Regions from separate parts of the Oryctolagus cuniculus genome. Here region 2 is linked to region 1. A link is a contact called in public Hi-C data. All regions are on one chromosome and are shown on one strand. Each heading gives the region's core, a stretch centred on a gene start, on an enhancer-like site or on the middle of the called end of the contact. The rest is flanking DNA. Distances are from core to core; before and after follow the strand shown. Region 1 holds the start of SNX18 (sorting nexin 18). Region 2 overlaps SNX18 (sorting nexin 18).

Region 1 (4,214 bases), core at 1,206-3,705:
TTTCAGCTGGCTAACAGACTGCCGACTCAAAGCGACCAAGCTTCTCCTGAAATCAGCGTGAGCCCCTTATTCCTTCGACCAGGTTTGCAAACAAGAAGTCTACACAAGAAGTCCCGTAAGCTGTCCCAGAGCAGAGAGGCCATCCCAGTTCCTCTGGGGCAGCAGGCCCTGCCTGAGCTGGGTGCAGGGGGAGAGTCCGATTTACTTACCTCGCAGGCACCCTTTCTTCCCACTCCTCCCTGGCCCTCTGATACCCACAGCTGAGTGACACCGCGGGGTTCAAACGCATGCCTAACAAGGCCTGGGTTTCCTGTTCCTTCTACCCTAGCCTCAAGACTGCAGCTCCTTATCCAAGGATCCGAACTCTACAATGACAGCACTGTCGTAAAAACACTAGGACTCTCCTGGGGCAAGTGCCCGCTCCCGGCCTGGAGGATGCCGGAAGGAAACAGCTACCTGTCGCACACTCCAGGGAAAAGTCCCTAGCCATCCTCGTCCCTGCTCCGCCCCCCCTCCCACACCTGCACAATGGGCCTGAAACCCACCTTGGTGCCCTGTCCACGTCACCCCTCGCGGCCTGAACCCCCGCACTCCGCGTCATCCGCTCTCCAGGCGCCAGCCTTTACCTTTCTGAACGTGGATGATGTCCGGGAAGTTGGCCAGGTGCCCCTGATAGAGCGCTAACAGGTCCATGACGGGGTCCAGGTCCTGCCTGGGCTGCTCGGCGAAGAGTTCGCCGATGGCGTCGTAGGCATCTCCGGTGAAGGCGATGGCCTGGTTGAGGCCCGCCGAGAAGGCCTGCTGGTCCAGCTCGAAGGCCTGGCTGAGGCCGCGGAAGGACTGGCCCACCTTCTGGTACTCCTTCTTGAAGCCCGTCACCTGCTTGCGCGCGAACTCGTTGGCCGTGTGGTTGAGCTGCAGCGCGCTGTCGTCCATCTTCTTGGTGAAGCACTTGAAGCCGTCGATCTTGCTCTCCACCTCCTGCAGGTCCAGCGCGGCGGCGGGCGGCGTGCTCAGCGTCAGGAAGAAGTTGGCGCCCACCATCTCGTCCTTCTCCGCCTTCCGCTTGCCCTGCTTCCAGGCCTTCTCGTCCGTGCTGCTCGGGCACGTCAGGAAGTGCTGGAAGACGTCGCACTGCGCCAGCACCGGGTGGCTGGCCATGTGGTTCATCCACCAGATCAGGCCCTTCCTGCGCTTGGAGATGAAGTCCTCCTCGAAGCGGCCCGTGGCCTGCTTCTCGGGCAGGTGCGGCACCGAGATGACCGGGAACTTCTCGGCCAGGCGAGCATACAGCCAGTCGAAGTGCTTGTAGCGCCGGTGCACCGGCACCTGCGTGTGCGTGGGCACCAGCTTGTAGGAGATGTAGCTCTTCATGCCCTTGAACTTGGTCTGCTTGGTGGGGTCGTCGATGGTACACTGGAACGGGTAGGGGTTCTCCTGCCACTCGGGGCCGTAGGGCCCCAGCACCACGCACAGCTTGTCGCCGTCTTTCACGAAGCCCGACGCCTCACCCAGCACGAAGGCCTCCCCGCCCGACTTGACGAAGGTGGAGAAGCGGTTGAGGTTGCGGCTCACCGTGGCCGAGCTCTTGGCCCCGGACGCGTGGTGCTGGGCGGGCGCCGGGCCCCCGCGCGCGCCCAGCGAGAGGTCGGAGCGCGTGGACAGGCGGTAGCGGCCCGCCGCGCCGCCGCCCGCCGACGACGAGCCGTCGAGGTCCGGGTAGGCGCCGCTGCCCAGCGCGCCCGGCTCGTCGGCCACCGTGGAGCTGTCGTCCCACTCGTCGTCCCAGTCGTCGTCGCTGCCCTGGCTGGCCTGGTAGCCGCCGCCGTACAGCGGCTGCTGGGGCGACGGCTGCAGGGCGCCCCCGCCGTACGGGAAGCCCGCGCCCGGCGGCTGGAAGGTGCTCGGCGGCGGCGCCTGCTGCGGCTGCAGCAGCGGCTGGAAGGCGTCGGCCGGCGGCTTGAAGGAGGCGGGCGGCGCGGCGGGCAGGGGCTCGAAGCCGCCCGGCGGGACGTTGGCGTAGCGGGCCGGGGCGCCCGGGCCGCCGTCGCCCGCCGGGCCGGGCTCGGGGGCGCGGATCACCTGCACGTATGAGGCCGGGAAGAGACCCCGGTCGCCGCGGCTGTTGACCCCCTCGAGCCAGCCCTCGATGTCCTGTTCGCTGCACAGGCTCAGCACCTCGTGCTCCCTCAGCGAGATCTCGCCCGGGTTCTCCGACCGAAAGTCATACAGCGCCCGGGCGCGCAGCGCCATGGTCCCGGCGCCCCGGGCGGGCGGTCGCGAGACCGGCGCCCTCTCGCCCTGGCCCGTCCGACGGGGCCCCGCGGTGCCGCCCGCGCCCGCGCCCTAGCCCCCTCGCGCGCGGACTGGAGCTCGGAAGGCAGCGCGCACCCCGCCGCCACGGCCAGCCGGTCGCGCCCTCCGCGCCGCTCGCAGTCCCGACTGCCGCTCTGGGCCGCCGCCGGCCGGGGGCGGGGCCCGCGGCCTCCCACGTCCCCAGCTGCGCTAATCCACGGCCGAGAGCCGCGTGCCAGGCGAGAGCAAGCGATGGCCGAGCCGCCGCGCGCTCCTTCCGGGTCCCAGATCCGCGGCGGCCACTACCCCCTGGTGGCTGCTGCTGCGAAGTGGCGCGCCGGGGTGGCAGCCCCGCCTCAGGAGGAGGTTTCTAATTGGGGTGAATTAGCGGAGACTTTTTTTTTTTTTAAAGGCTTTTAAGCTAAAAACGTTTCCTAGAAAGTACGCTTCATAAACCTTCCCTCTGTGAGCACTGAGGGAATGCTGCTGGAACAGCGCGAGCCACGCGTATAAAGAAGAATTTTGCAACGAATATCCGCGACTGCTGCAAGGAGAAAGGTGGCCTGGGCTGAGGGCTCTTGACGCTCCCTGACCTCTTCTGCTCGCTGGAGCTTGTTGGCCAAGAAGGCAGGAGATTGACAAGAGCCGGAGGGAGGAGCTAGAATGTGCAAAAAAGTAAGTGCACGGGAAGCTGGCATTTTGTATGTGTCCCTGTGCCCTCCTAGGATGAGTGTCCTGCAGGGAATGAGAGCTTAGCCTTCAGGTGGGGCTGCAGGGTTCCAGTACCTGTTCTGACGCTAGTTAGTGACCTTGAGCAAGTCGTTTATTTTGTACCTACCTCCCAGGGTCCTTGTGAGAATCCCCTAGTAATGTAATATATATATATATGTATTACATATGTATATATTACATGAATATATATATTCACACACATATACATATATGTAAATTGTTATGGGGCTGGATGTCTTTTGTTGGGTTTTTGTTTTTATTTTATATGAAAGGCACAGAGACTTAGCTGTTGCATCCACTGGTTCACTTCTCAAATGTCCTCAACAGCCAGGGCTGGGACAGGCTGAAGAAGCTGGCAGCCTGGAACTTTATCCAGGTTTCCCTTGTGGGTGGCAGAAACCCAAGTACTTGAACTGCCTCCCAGAGGGAGCATTGCAGGAATGCTGGGGCCAAAGCAGTGTAGTGGGGACTTGAACCAGACAGTACGATACAGGACACAAATGTCCCAAGTGGTGACTTAACCACTGCACCAGTGCCCTAGCGATGAGGACATGAACCAGTATACGGCACACACCGGGCGTGGTGAGTGCAGCTCAAGGGTTTGCTCCTGCTCTTGCTGCTGTCGTTGTTATTTGGGAAAACAAAAATCCCCGACTTCTTTCCTAGAGAGAAGGCGGCTGACAGAGTTGCAATTGCAGGGAGAATGAATTGGAAAGGGTCCCATGGGTCACACCCCCACTCCTAGCCTGAGGCCAGGGTCCATCCGTCTCCAGTCATCTCTAAGTCTCCATATCTTCACATGATTTTTAAGATAGGCAGATCAAAAATCACTTCCTGAAATATTAATCAGCCCCAGCTCCTGTAGTTGCCTTGTTCCCTATCCTCCTCTCCTTTAGTGTATAATTTGCCCAAAGCCTTTTCTTCTCATAATCCCCTCTTAGGAAATCTAGCCTAATTATTCCTTTGAAGACACCTCTAATTGGGGTTCTGCATTCATATATCATTAATTTCAGCCTGTCCTCTGACCCTTTTCAAGCAAATCTGGGAAACAGGCCAGAAGAGAATAGCATGATTAAAAAGGTTTAGGGTATACTCAGCAGCCTGCACAAAACCACAGACCCACTATGCCAGAATTGCTCACAGTGTTTATCCTAATGAAAAACCTTAATTCAATTCAGCAAGCAATT
Region 2 (4,214 bases), core at 553-3,052, 150 kb before region 1:
AACATCCAGAAAAAGAGAGGTGCACATCTTTTGAAGGGGCTTGGATGGGGGAAGCTGCCAGTCCACTTCTGACAGCAAGTGGTGATTTGGACACACACACACACACACATCCAACTTTAGGTATTACCAAGAACACTAGGTCTTGGACAGAACATGAATATTATGAAAAAGTACACCACTGTTTTTCAAGTCTTTGCTTGCATACGGTAATCAATGTAGAACTATGCCGGTTCAGTGAGGTCTCTAAAGCACCTCTAGGGAATCCTAGGAATCACTGGACACAGTTTGGAAACCACTGTGATAAATCAGTCCAAGTAAATATGAAGCAAACCCTACCCAATACCTGGTAATTCCTGGACTAGTTCTTTTCTGGAGTTTTCTTCTAGGCTCTCCAAGCACACCATCAGCTAACCTGAAAGACAGTCTGTATTCCAGTTCTGTAGTCTCCGTTTTTGTGGACAACACTCCAGTCCTTACCTTCATTATTATCCCCTTACTCCTCTTCCTCTTCCTACCTCTGGTCTCTGTCACTACCAATGCATGTTCAACATAGGAAACGGATTATTTTTCTAAAGCATTTATGCTATTGTCTTGCTCAAGAATCTACAGAGGTTCCTTGTCACCACCATTTTATTCAAAGCGCCCTATTCTCCACACCCTATTCTCATGCAGTCTCCAAAGCATCTACCATGGCCTCTCATCTTCACGCCTTCACTGGTGGTTCCTTGCCTGAAACACAGAAGCAGCTCCCACCACCACCATCCTACCTCTTCTTCCTCTGCTGGCTCCTGCTGCCCACCCTTACATGTCGCTCCCTTTGCGAAAATCTGGAGACACTGGTGTGTGTGCTCTCTTAGCATTCACACTATGACTTCTCTATCAAAGGCAATGTAATTATAGCAGTTCCCCTTCATACATGGGTGTACATTCTAAGAACCCCAGTAGATGCCTGAAACCACAGGTCATACTGAACCCTATATATAGAATGTTGTTTTACCCATACATATATATCTATGATGAAGCTTACTTTATGCTGATTATAGATGAATCAGCTTATGATTTTCTTCTTTATAAGATGTTGCATCTTTTTACTTGACGTCCACACTTTATAGCTTCTATTTGGCATTTCTGAAGTTCCAGAATCATTAATCTTGTGCTTTAGGGCCATTATTAAGTAAAACAGGGGTTACTTAACACAAGTACTGCAATAGTCAATCTGTTAGCCGAGACAGCTACTAGATGACTAATGGGTAGCTACACTACACAGAAGGATGATTCATGTCCCAAGTGGTATGGGCTGGGACAGTGGAAGATTTCATCACACTACTTAGACTAGTGCTTGCTTTATTTATTTATTTTTAAAAGATTTATTTATTGATATGAGAGAGGGAGAGAAAGAGAGAGAGAGAGAGAGAGCGAGCGCTCCCATGCACTATTTCACCTCCCCCAAATGCCTGCAACAGCTACAGCTGGAACAGGCTGAAGCCAGAACAAGGAACTCAATCTAGGTAACCCATGTGGTGGCAGGTATCCAAATACTTCACCTATCACTTTCTGCCTCCCCGAGCGAACATTAGCAAGCAACTGGAATTGGGAGCAGAGCTGGGACTCAAATCCAAGTACTCCATTCCAACGTGGGACTTCAATATCCTAAGCAGTATCTTTACACTAGACCAGAGGCCCACCCCCATTAATCAATCTTTCCCCGTACCTCTTACCCCCGACCCTCTCCAGCCTCTCAGAACTGCCATTATCCTCTTAACTTCTATGAGATCAACTTTTTAAGAATGGTGCTCAATTTAAAACTTATTCAATTTAAAATTTATTTCTGGAATTTTTCATTTCATATTGTCAGCGCTCTATTGACCTCGGGTAGCTAAAACTGTGGAACATGAAACCTTGGATAAAGGGGTACTACTGTAACCTCTTCTCAGGACTGCATTGTTGTCTTCATGGAACACTAAACATCAAGAAGAGAAGGGCCATATTTTGTTGACTTTCATACCCTCAAATCCTGGCAGTGTAATATTTGTTGAGGGAGTGAATGAATGCAAATAAATATTTAAAGAAAGGGGAAGTTAAGGAATGAATATGTGGATTTATTCAGTGAAAGGGTGACTGATGGGTGGTGCCCCTTTATGGGTATGTGGTCCTCTGTGGCACCTCTGCAGGTGATCTCTCAGTTGTGAGCCCCATGGTTTTGGGGTACCATGTGAATGTCCCTTTTATCTATTCTTGGATAGGACAACATGAGAGGAGTCACAGACCTTTGGAAATGAGATGCCCTCAGGGTGGTGGGGAGGCTGTTGAACATCTGTCGGGGAGAGAGAAGGCCCTCATCAGACAATGTCTCAGGAAGCGCTACCGGCATTGTGAGATAAGCCCTGGAGGAGCTGCAAGATGACCTCCTTCTCGTCCAAGGGATGTATCCAGGTAGAGGCAACCATTGTGCTTTACCTTGTTATTCAGAACTTTTCTGTTTTGCTATTAAAGAAATCAAAACCCAGAGAAGCATAAGTCCTTGCCAAGAGTCTCAAAAATGATGTCAGGGTCTGGCTGAGAGCCTGGTTCTTGGAGCAACATTTTCTGCCACCCATCATTTCCTCTCCACTGCTCTCTGAGAGCCCTTCTTTCCTATGTGCTAATTCAAAGTTATGCATGCAATGCTTCTTCCATAGCACTCACCACTCTGACCTTTGATGCTGTGAAAGCAAGAGGCTAAGGCCAAGGCACTTCCTCCCGACGAACATTTCCCATACAGCAAAGCGGTTCCTGTCTGGGTAGGAGGGCGGTGGCGGAGGTGGGGGCATGGGCCAGCGCGTGCAATACCAGGGGAAGTGGTAAGAAATTTATTCTCGTTCATATTCAAATTTTTTTCTTTTGAATCTCACAAGAGAAAACGTTGCCTTGGAGGGGTGTATGTGTGCAGATTCACATACATACACATCACAACATCAGAGATTCATAATAGCTGTAGGTAAAGAAAGCAAGGCCCACACCTGCATAAGCCACCTTTATCACTCATTCTCCTAACTTCACCTGTGGAGCTGGGCACTGCTGAGGCCTCTGAATACCAGTCCCTGTGAGCTTAGAGTCAAGGGCAGCATTCCCGCAGAGGGCTCCTGCGCGCATCCGTTCCCCAAGTGCTTTATTGCCAAGACCTTGATTCACAGATGACTGAGTTAAAGTTTCTTTTGTTTATTTTGTGAAATGAAATGCAGTCTCGCCTGTAGGACTCCCTCCATGTTATTCCTTGCTTTTTAGATTTCGTAAGTTCTGGTAGAGCTGGGCCCCCTACCACCAAGATGAGCTCTGTTCTAGGCCATGGATACTGGGATTGAAGACTCCTTCAGGGGGCTGAACTCTTTCACTGCTAAATGTCTATGATTCAGGAAAATAAATAGATGGCCAGTTGAATGACAACAATCTTTATCACATCCTCAATACACATGAGCAACTGATCTTTTTTCCTCTGCTTCTCTTTTTTTTTAAACTTTTATTTAATAAATATACATTTCCAAAGTATAGCTTTTGGATTACAGTGGCTTCCCCCCCCCCCCATAACTTCCTTCCTACCCGCAACCATCCCATCTCCCACTCCCTCTCCCATTTCATTCACATCAAGATTCATTTTCAATTATCTTTATATAAAGAAGATTGATTTAGTATATATTAAGTAAAGATTTCAACAGTTTGCACCCACACAGAAACTCAAAGTGTAAAGTACTGTTTGAGTACTAGTTATAGCATTAATTCACATTGTACAACAAATTAAAGACAGAGATCCTACATGGAGAGTAAGTGCACAGTGACTCCTGTTGTTGACTTAACAAATTGACACTCTTGTTTATGGCAACAGTAATCACCCTAGGCTCTTGTCATGAGTTGCCAACGCTGTGGAAGCCTTTTGAGTTTGCTGACTCCGATCTTATTTAGACAAGGTCATAGTCAAAGTGGAAGTTCTCTCCTCCCTTCAGAGAAAGGTACCTCCTTCTCTGATGGCCTGTTCTTTCCACTGGGATCTCACTCACAGAGATCTTTCATTTAGGTCTTTTTATTTTTTTATTTTTATTTATTTATTTATTTGCCAGAGTGTCTTGGCTTTCCATGCCTGAAATACTCTCATGGGCCCTTCAGCCAGATCCGAATGCCTTCAGGGCTGATTCTGAGGCCTCCTCTGCTTCTCTTGCTCTTTCATTCATTCAACCAATTTT

The links. A called contact is a pair of places that touch in the nucleus more often than the background predicts.
Region 2: a Hi-C map of embryonic fibroblasts shows a contact between it and region 1, with 2.4 times the contacts expected there. The contact joins the enhancer-like site here to the promoter of SNX18 in region 1. A contact is called at or near these places in 5 of 6 Hi-C or Micro-C datasets (ear pinna, embryonic fibroblasts, liver and 2 more).

Annotation. Positions count from the first base shown.
Region 1 is chr14:75,299,952-75,304,165 of mOryCun1.1, reverse strand. SNX18 (sorting nexin 18) reads right to left here and starts at 2,455. Exons shown (of 8, transcript XR_011382047.1): 1 at 627-2,455.
Region 2 is chr14:75,449,924-75,454,137 of mOryCun1.1, reverse strand. All of the region lies in intron 2 of SNX18 (sorting nexin 18), which reads right to left. Among named protein-coding and RNA genes, the nearest start is that of SNX18, 150 kb to the right of the region's middle. Within about 2 kb of position 1,802, at least 1 of the 8 cell types and tissues checked has an H3K27ac peak or open chromatin away from gene starts, as enhancers often do.